Regions from separate parts of the Sus scrofa genome. Here region 1 is linked to region 2. Evidence: chromatin contacts called from public HiChIP or PLAC-seq data. All regions are on one chromosome and are shown on one strand. Each heading gives the region's core, a stretch centred on a gene start, on an enhancer-like site or on the middle of the called end of the contact. The rest is flanking DNA. Distances are from core to core; before and after follow the strand shown. Region 1 holds the start of APPL2 (adaptor protein, phosphotyrosine interacting with PH domain and leucine zipper 2). Region 2 holds the start of KANSL2 (KAT8 regulatory NSL complex subunit 2).

Region 1 (4,939 bases), core at 526-3,025, 51 kb after region 2:
AGAGACTTCTGAGAACTTTTAAGGTCTCTGCAAGGCACTATCTCCTTTTTACGTCCCTTTTCAAATAAAAATGCATGCATTTCTTTTCTTTGGTACAATCTTATACTATTCTTATCAACAGCAGGATCATTATTGTTTGCCTGGTAGGCAATTAATACTGCTGTGTTTCCAACTGGGTGGAAGGGTGGGAACAAAGCAAGATGTAAGGCTGAAATTTCTCTTAGGTAATTGGAAGAGTTGGAAGAATTTGCAAGTCATAAACAGCAAACTTGTGTTTGTTATCATATGTCTCAGTATTCATAACAGAGGCTGACTTGCTATACTCTTGAGAAGCTTACTCTTTACAGAGGGAGTAAGACCCACACATAGAAAGAAAAAGCATTGCTGGATAAGTCATGTTGGATGACAATCAGGGCAATGGCTGCTCAGAGGAAGCAGTGATCTTTGGGACTACGAAGTGGGAAGGAAGAGCTTGAGTCTGGCCTTCGAAGAGGATTTCAGTCAGAAGAGAGCTGTACGAGGTGAAATGAACTGAATGGTACTTGATGGAAAATAAAGGAAAAGAAAACGTGTGGACATGATTTTACCCTACCTAAGAAGAAAGAACATGGTGGGGAGAGGAAGCTGGATGATTTCCCTGGGGAGGCTACACCATGGCTCAGTAAAGGTTAGTGCTGTCTAGAGCAGGAAAAGGAATGGCCAGCACGTGATCACTTTCAGAGGTGTCTGCAATTCAGATTGGCCTTAATATACCTAGGTGTTTCTATAAAATACAGAATTTGTATAATTTTACCATATTCTGCCTGTTTTGATGATGTGTCCTATTGCACACATCATCAAAGATTCCCAAAGAAGGAAGTTTCTGAAACCCTTGCCTTTAGTATAAAAAGATGTTAAGTTCCCCTGGCCAGCATTTCAGTCACTCTTCCTTCCTTCTCTTTCTCCTCTAGCTTTAACTGTTTGACTAAATCACTTCATTCTTTGGGTTCCGCTTTTTAATCTTCAAATGACAACCCTGAACTAGATCATCTCTCCCTTCCACTCCAAAATACTCGATTATGAAATTTTCCAAAATGACAAAACACAGCAAACCACGAGGACGAGCCCTAACAATATTGGCCAAATTAAATAGCTGTGGTTCCCCAAACATTACTTCTAAATATCACAGATGATTCAGTTATCCATTTTCTTCCTAGGACTAGCTGATCTCTCTGTTCTCACGGCTGTTACGAGGGCCCTGATTTATCTAGAAAAAGTGGTACAGGAAGCATAGGACTTTCACAGAATTTCACAGCAGCAACATCTATTGGCTTCTATCTCCTTGGACTCAAAAAGTCTGGGTAGCCACAAGGAGATAAAACCTTATCTTCCCGCTCTTGAGTTTCCCCTCTTGGGCTTTAGATGCACCGACTGCCAGGAGAACCCACCCGCAAACGGCGGAGCCTTAACTATCTGAGGGTCCGCCGGCAGGGTCGGGGGTCTGCGGTTTCCCGCGAGAAGTGGGCTCGGGCGCAGGCCGGGCTGCCGCACTTCCGGTCTCCGGCGCTCGCCACACTTCCTGTTGATCTGGCTCCGCTGAGGGCTGGGCTGAGAGGAGGGCTGGATTGAGAGGAGGGCCGGCGGGCGGGCGGCGGCCACTGGCCAGGCGTGGGCGTGCGCGGCGCAGCCGCGGGCGCAGAGCGTCCGCCTGGTCGCCTGAGTCCGGAGCAACCTCGCCTCCCGCGCCACCCGCTGTCTGTCCTTCTCTCTGGACCTCGGCCCCGCCGCGCGGCACCATGCCCGCCGTGGACAAGCTCCTGCTAGAGGAGGCGTTGCAGGACAGCCCCCAGGTACTTCCCGCCGCCCCGGGTTCCTCTTGCTGAGGGCTTGAGGCCGAGGAGGCCCCTCCAGGCCCGGGATGGAGTCCTGGAGTACGCGCCTCCCCACCCCCTACCCCGTCCACCTGAGGTGAGGAGGGGGCGTGCCCAGCCCCGCGTCCTGAGCCCTGGGTACTCTGGCACTGGGCATCTCTCAGGCGGAGCTGGAGACACCACGAAAGCACCCCGCGGCTGGAGTCTTTGTCCTGACCCCTTTTCAAAACTCAGCTGAAACCTAGGCGGCTCCGTTTACACTGGGGCTCCACCAGTTACTAGCCGAGTGCCCCAGTTTTGTGTGCCCCACCTTTTTGTGCCTCAATTTTGCCATATGTAAGATAGGGATAATAATTGGTACCTGGCTCCTAGAGTTGCTAGAATTAAATAAGGAAATGCCTGTGAAGTTGCTTGTGAACAATGTCTAGTACAGAATAAGAAGATAACCGTATTATTATTGTTTTCCATTATTACTACTAGTCCTGGTATTACTCTACTACTAATGTGGGACCTGGTGGATTTAGAGCCAGAATGAGAGGCAGAGAACCTACATCTCTTAACCAGGGGTGCCAGAGCTCCCCTTGGACTTGTTTTCCCATTTGTGAAGAGGAAATTAGGGTACCTGCCCCGTTTGCCGCACAGGGGAACTTCATTAGCGCACCGGAGATGAGAATCAAGTCCTTTGAGCTCTGCAGGTGAAAGCTGGTGTGTAAAGACAGTAAAGGAGTGAAGCATGGCATTAGTTCTTAAGTCAGGGCCCCTTTCCCCAGGGAACCTTTGTTCCCCATTAACATTTCCCCAACTTCATATCTACTCCAGTGGTTCTGCATCCCTGGGTTATTTAAATACGTCTCTTTATTCTTTAGTATCTCAACTCTTGAAAAATTAGAGTAAGAGAAACCTGTTTTCCTTTCACAGTTTCTCTTCCCTTTTTGCTTCCTTTCCACTTAGTGAATTGTCCTTCCCTGGGATGACCCTTTGATGGACTTACCTACACCCACTCTGCATCTCTCCAGTTCAGAATAAGTAGTCAAAGGACTGTGTGCCTAATTGCTCTGTGCCTGTTTTTTTGGTGTGTGTGATTTTTTTTTTTTTTCTTTTCTTTTTCAGGGCCGCACCTTCAGCATTTGGAAGTTCCCAGGCTAGGGGTTGAATTGGAGCTGCAGCTGGCGGCCTACACCACAGCCACAGCCACAGCCACGCAGGATCCAAGCCGTGTCTGTGAACTATACCACAGCTCATAGCAACAGTGGATTCTTAACCCTCTGAGTGAGGCCAGGGATCGAACCTACATCCTAGGGTACTAATCAGGTTCGTTTCCAGTAATCTGTACGTAGGCAAGTAAGAAGCGGTACTTGAGCTGTGATTTTTTTTTTTTTTTTTAATTGGCATCTGCTGGTCTGATTGACTTTTCAAAGGCCTCTTTGAAGTCTCTAAACTTCTGGCATTTTATTGGGACCAAAGCCCTTGGTAGAAGTCATTTGGTCCATCCTTACACCCTTTGTGTGGGATCCAAAGATAATAATGTGGAATTTCTAGTGATAGGAGTTTGAATTAGGACTTACACTTGCTTTGTATTTGGAGAGACTGAGGTACAAAGATGTATAGCTTGCCTAACTGACCGTGGTGGTGGCTGAGCCAGGTGAGAGAGGTTGCACTAACTGATTCTGCATGTTGCCCTCGCTGAGGAGTTAAGTTCAGAATATTTGGCTCTCACATCAGTGAATATGCACTAGTTTTGAGTAGTTTGCAGGATGTGCTCAGTTGTGAGGTGGATGAAGGAGGACTGGCAAACAAGGCAGGATACCTCGGTCCTAATTCTGTCTCTCACACTAACTTATCCTTTGATTGGAGAAGTCACTCATCCCCTTCCTGTGACTGGCTCGGTTTCCTCCTCTGCAGAAGGAGGGTCATGGAGTAGATGATCTTTAAGGGGGTTAAAGTTCTGTTGTATCCACATGGTTGATAATTTTCAGCTTGTATGAGGAAGAGGAGATTTAGAGGCATTGTCGCTCTTATTTAATGTTCCTCTTTATGTAGGGAATTTGTCATCGTCTACATAATGGGTGAGAAATGAGTGTCACCATACAGGGGTTTTTGAGGTTTGGATGGAAGCTCACTTCCAAGGTCTTTGATGATCATCACAGCACATTTAGCACTATTGTATGGGGCACATGCCTAATGCAGCTTTATTCCCAAGGAGATCGATAGACTTGTAACTGGAAGGACTGTAATCTTAACTCCTTCATTTTATCTGTAGAGAATAAAAACAAAAGCAAACACCAGTATCAGACAATGCATTTTATGTGCCAGGCACTGTTCTCAAGCTTATGTTAATTCATCTAAACCTGCTAACAATCTTTTGAAGTAGGTCCTCTATTAAAATGAGCAAGAAGCAGGAAGTTCTGTGTGGCAGAGCAGATTAAGGGTCCCACATTGCCACAGCTGAGCATAGGTCGCAACTGTGCAGGTTCGATCCCTGGCGTGGGAATTTCTACATGCTGCAGGTGTGTGTGGGAAAAAAAAAAAAAAATTAGCAAGGAGAAGAGAAGTTAAAAAGCTTGCCCCTAAGATTATGTTGTTCAAGTTAGCCCAGCTACCTAGCACTTGACTTTTCTGTCTTTGGTGACCCAGAATATTTCACTAAAAGGAAGTGATCTTAAGAAACCATGTATTGTTTGCTTCTTGTTTTATGTAGAGAATTTATGAGGGTTGCTCCAGTAACCTGGTTGCGCAGGATTCATTAAATGAACACAAAAGCTTTTGTATGTGGCCCAGGAAGAGCTGAACTCGGTGGCCCAGGAAGAGCTGAATAGCAATTGACTGATCTTAGATGTATCTGTTCATGTGCTTTTTAGTTCATAGTATCTCACTAGTCTATGTGCATACACATATTATTTCTGGTTACTTCTGGTATATGAGAGGTAGAATGTTTTGGGGATTAAGCTTTTTTTTTTTTTTTTTTTGGTCTTTTTAGGACCGCATTTGCGGCCTTTGGAGGTTCGTTCCCAGGCTAGGGGTCTAATTGGAGCTGTTGCTGCCGGCCTATGTCAGAGCCACCGCAACGCCAGATCTGAGCCACATCTGTG
Region 2 (4,925 bases), core at 450-2,949:
ACTCTACATTTTACTTCAGTATCAATCCACTGTAGGTAAAAGGATATGAGACACAATTTTAAAATCAAAAGATACAGACAGAATTATCTATGTTCTGCATGGATACTTTTGCTTAATTGATGAAAACCATTAAGTCTTTCCAAGAAGAATACACACACATAAAACGTGCATGGCCAAAAGAGCCATGCAACCTAAGGTTAAGAATAACCCAGAGGGAGTTCCCCTTGTGGCTCCGGTAACAAACCCAACTAGTATCTATGAGGAAGTGTGCTAATCCCTGGCCCCGCACAGTGGATTAAGGATCCAGCATTGCTGTGAGCTGAGGTGTAGGTTGCAGAGATATGGCATGGCTGTGGACCTCTAGTCTAGGAACTTCCATATGCCTCAAGTGCGGCCCAAAAAGGAAAAAGAAAAAAAGAAAAATCTAGAGTGTCCCTTTATTTTACAGGTACCAGAAAAGATCCAAAGACATTTAACGAAGTGGCCCAACTGAGAGTGGTCTCCTTCCAGTTTTCACCATTTTAAAAAGTTCTCCAAGGATATATCCATAACCTCAATGTTACAAGCATGTGACCAAAGAACTGGCCAGCTATTTCCCAGCCCACATCACTTAAAATCTAAAAGAACAGAAGTTCCCTGTACTTTTGTGGCAGGCTGCAGGTTAAGGATCCCGCGTTGTCACCACAGCAGCTGGGGTCGCTGCTGTGATGCTGGTTCCATCCCCGGGCCAAGAACTTCCACATGTCATGGACATGCCCCCAAAAAACAAAAACAAAAACCCACAATGAAAAACATAAAAGTACAGATATCTATACATATATACCCGTCTTTCTTCTCAGGCTTCGGAGCAGCACAAGGACATCTTTTTCCATTCTTTGTGGATATATAACTGCACTGCTTGAAAGGTGCATTCTTGTCTTCAAGGATATGCTTAATGCAAAACTCCTGCCCCTCCAGACGAGGCTGCGAGCATGGGCGATGAGTAAACGAACAAGACAAGGGCTCCTGAGACCTGGGCACTGGGGTGATCCTTCCCCGATTGGTCGGCAAGACGTGGATCCGAATCCTGTTCATACCAAAACCTGCAGGGTCACACAAAAGATCAAAAAGCCCTTCCCGAAAATTCCTGCCCCACAGTAACCAGGCAGACGGCGCGTGGCTTCTAAAAGACAAGCGGAAGTCACGCTCCTTAACTCCCTCCGCCCAGGTCTCCCAGCCCAAGCCTCCCCGGGCATTAGTGAATTTGCCTCACCTCAACTTCCCCCGCCAAGGCCGCCCCACGCCGACCACCACCACGGAGACTGTACGGCCGCCGCACGAGGGGGCCGCGCCACCGCCCGCACGAGGGGCCGCGCCACCGCCGCACGAGGGGCCGCGCCCGCGCCCCCACCCCCGTCTCCGCCTCCCGGCTCGCCGCCTTTGTCCCGGTCCGCCTGAGACCTCACGCCTGGGCCCTGCCCATCCTTGGCGGCGCCTGCAAGCGCCATTTTGTCCTAAGTCTCCGAGCACCGGAGAACCCAAGTCCTGGGAGATTATAAGAGGAGAGCGACCCTGACGTTGATTGAGGGAGCAGGGTAGCAGCTCTGAATGGGGAGAAAGGGCGAAGTAGTACCCCGAAGGCAAAGGCGAAGAGCAAGCAACGCCGCCATCTTACCTCCGCCGCGCGCCGCGCTGCTGCCTTCTGGCCGCGCCAGCCGCTTCTAACGCGGCCCCATTCCTTTCCCGGCTCCCACTCGCTGATTGGGCACGACGCCTACGCCTGTGCGTCACCATTGGCTGAGGCCAGCTACCTATCAAGTCTTAGGGGGCGGGGCGCTAAGAAAAGGCGCGGCTTGGGTGGCTGAGAAGAGCTGTCCGTCATCAACTTGCTCATGAAAGTGAGGCGGAGCTGAGTGCGGGCTCGGGGACCCGCTAGCAGCGCACGGTTTGTCTTTCCACCTCCCCGCATGGCTGATTTTCAGGTCGATTATGGCCGCTTTATCTGTGCACTAGGCCGCAGCTACACCACCACCGTTACACGGTAGGCACAAAATCGACAGGGAGGCCAAAGGATCGTGGTACATTTGACTCTTACTGTTTATACAGTAAAAGGCTTAGTTTTGTGAAAAGTTAATTTACGGAAACATTTTTTGAGTATTTACTGAGTCTGGAAAATTATGTATATAAACATTTCTTTTCAGAACAGTCCTAAAAAGTAGAAGCTATAATCTCCATTTTACAGATAAGATAACAGAGGAACAGAATAGGCTCGTATCTAGTAAACAGGGAATGGAGACAAATTTGAACCAGCCCTCATTCCTTTATTTTTTTTTTTTTTAATACTATTTCTGCCGCACCCGTGGTATATGGAAGTTGGTTGGCCAGGGAATCAAATCTGAACCAGAGCGTCTACCTACATCACAGCTGTAGCAACGCTGAATCCTTAACCCACTGTGCCAGGCTGGAATCACAGGCACCTGCAACAGAGACAAGCCAGATCACTAACCCACTGCTCTATAGCAGGAACTCCACGAACCATTCCCTCATTCTTTATCCCTTTATTCCTGGTCATACAGTGAAAGGCATTGGACTGAGACTTGGTAAATATGAGTTATGGTTGAGGCCTTGATTCTCTAAAATTCTGTACAATACCAAGCTAAATCATGCAGGTATATAGAAAAGGCAGGCACAATTCCAATTTTATCGTCCTTTAAGGCTTTTTAATTAAAGCATCTCTTCTTTCATCTCCACCACACCTCTGGCAGAAATAAAACAATTTGGGATCTTTTTTGCATCCCAAGCTTCACAAGCTCTCCTAGCTGTTGTCAGTTTCATTTAAGTAAGCTATTTTTCCACTACCAATGAGCAGGTGAGCATAGGGAATCTACAATGCTGGGGAACAGCAGTTTAGATAAAAAGAAGTGATTAAAACCAAAATAGGGGAGGGCTTAGAGGTGACTTTTCCCAGGGATTAGGGCAGTCCTAGAAGGCCCTTGCATGAGATTTGTTCATTCAGCAAATATTTACTGAGCACCTAAGTGCCAGCCAGTACAGATATAGAGAGAACAAGAAAGATAATCCTGCTCTTTTGGAGTAAACATTCTAGAGTAGTTTGGGATTACGGATGCAATACAACCATTAAATAGCAACTATGAGTTATATACATATGCTAACCCTCCCAACCCTCATTGGTTATAAACACCCTACAACTCAAAACTAGGGGAGGCAGCCACATTACAAAAAATTGGGGAATCTTCAACCTAATGAGGTGATATCAAAAAGCAAGAGTTTCTGCTGTGATGCAGCAGGTTAAGAATCCAGCATTGTCTCTGCAGTAGCTGGGATTTGATCCCTGGCCCAGGAACTTCCACATGCCACAAGTGTGGCAAAAAAAAAAAAAAAAAAAAAAAAAAACTAATGCTAGGACCCTGCACTTTCTGTAGTCATTGGGACAAACACTGAGAGTCATCCTTGACTTCTTTCTCTTCCAGCCTTATAGCAGGTCCTGCTGGTCCCAGCTTCAAGATATGTGACTCCTCATTACCTTCAGCATTTCCAACCTGGTCCAAGGGATTCTCATCTACTACCTTAATTATTGTGAGATTCTCCTTACCCTTGACTCCTTATAATCCATTTTCAACACAGCAGCTCAAGTGACCATTGTAAAACCTAAGCTAGATCATGTCACTTCTCTACTCACCACCTATCAATGGTGCTCTATTTCACTGTCTTTATGATGGTTTAAAAGGCCCTGTGGTATCCAGACTTCTGCTTCTCTATTCAATTTACTCTCTCCTCCTCGTCACTCAATTCCATACTAGCTACACTGACCTCCTTGCTATTTCTCAAACATGCCAGCATCTTCTCATCTCAGAACCTTTGCATTTGTTTCCTGGAATGATCTTACCCCAGACATTCCCATGGTTTGCTTTCCCCTCTTTCAGGTCCTTGTGGAACTGTAATTTCCTAAAGCCTTCTTCCCTAGCCATCTTATTTCCAACCAACAATCCTACTTACCTATATACACACACACACATACACTCACCATTCCACCTTCCCTGCTTAACATTCTACGAAGTGTTTGTCATCTAGCATATTATATTTTACTTATCTCCCCTATAACCAGAATGCAAATTCTATGAGGGCAAGATGCTTACTTTGTTTACTGCCATAGTCCCATCAGTAAACAGTATATAGCACTCGGTAGGTACTATGGATCAAACCCCCACCAGGACCTGAGCCACTACAGTGACAATGCTGGATCCTTAACCTGCTGTGCCACCGGGAAATCCCAGGTACTATTCTCTATTTTTTATTTATTTGCTTTTATTTTTTGCCACACTCTTGGGATATAGAAGTTTCGGGGCCAGGAATCGAATCCGAACTGCAGCTTTGACCTATGCTGCAGTGGCTACAACACCCAATCCTTAACCCACTGTGCTGTAACAGGAACTCCCACACTATTTTCTAAGGAAGGAATAAATAAAGGCAGGGAAGGGCCTGAAACTACTTTTCAGAAAAGGTGTATCTAGTTTTCAGTGTTAACTTCTTTTCATCACTGTGGTTTTTTGGTTATGCATTGGTTTTGAGTGTTACGTGAAATGAAGAAAGGGGGTTAGGATTCCACAGTGCAAAAAAGGTAGCACAAGACATGTGATGATCCATAAACCAAATCAATTCAGCAGAAGTAGGCCCAAGAGCTAGAGATTACAAGAAGCAGCTCTAAGGGAACCCACAGAAGTCGCAGGAAGGGCTTCAAACTTTCTACGGAATGTTGAATGAGAGCAATCAAGCCAATCTTATTAGCTCTCAAAAGCATCAGGGAGACCAAGATGACTGAAGATCATAAGATGAAACCTAGCTCTATACCAGTTAGTTTGACACATCCCTATAATGGGGAATCCAGTTGTTCAGAATTTGTATATTGACTTATGCTTCATCTATTC

Evidence for each region. HiChIP or PLAC-seq counts read pairs in DNA pulled down with a chosen protein or histone mark.
Region 1: a contact with region 2 is called in an H3K27ac HiChIP or PLAC-seq map of skeletal muscle. The contact joins the promoter of APPL2 here to the promoter of KANSL2 in region 2. A contact is called at or near these places in 2 of 47 Hi-C or Micro-C datasets (heart right ventricle and liver) and 2 of 2 datasets of contacts at active chromatin or transcription factors (alveolar macrophages and skeletal muscle).

The regions. Positions count from the first base shown.
Region 1 is chr5:79,354,490-79,359,428 of Sscrofa11.1, forward strand. It overlaps APPL2 (adaptor protein, phosphotyrosine interacting with PH domain and leucine zipper 2), which reads left to right and starts at 1,776. Exons shown (of 21, transcript NM_001135961.1): 1 at 1,776-1,829. The coding sequence starts at 1,776.
Region 2 is chr5:79,303,869-79,308,793 of Sscrofa11.1, forward strand. It overlaps KANSL2 (KAT8 regulatory NSL complex subunit 2), which reads right to left and starts at 1,700. Exons shown (of 10, transcript NM_001244880.1): 1 at 1,655-1,700; 2 at 824-1,082. The coding sequence starts at 1,074.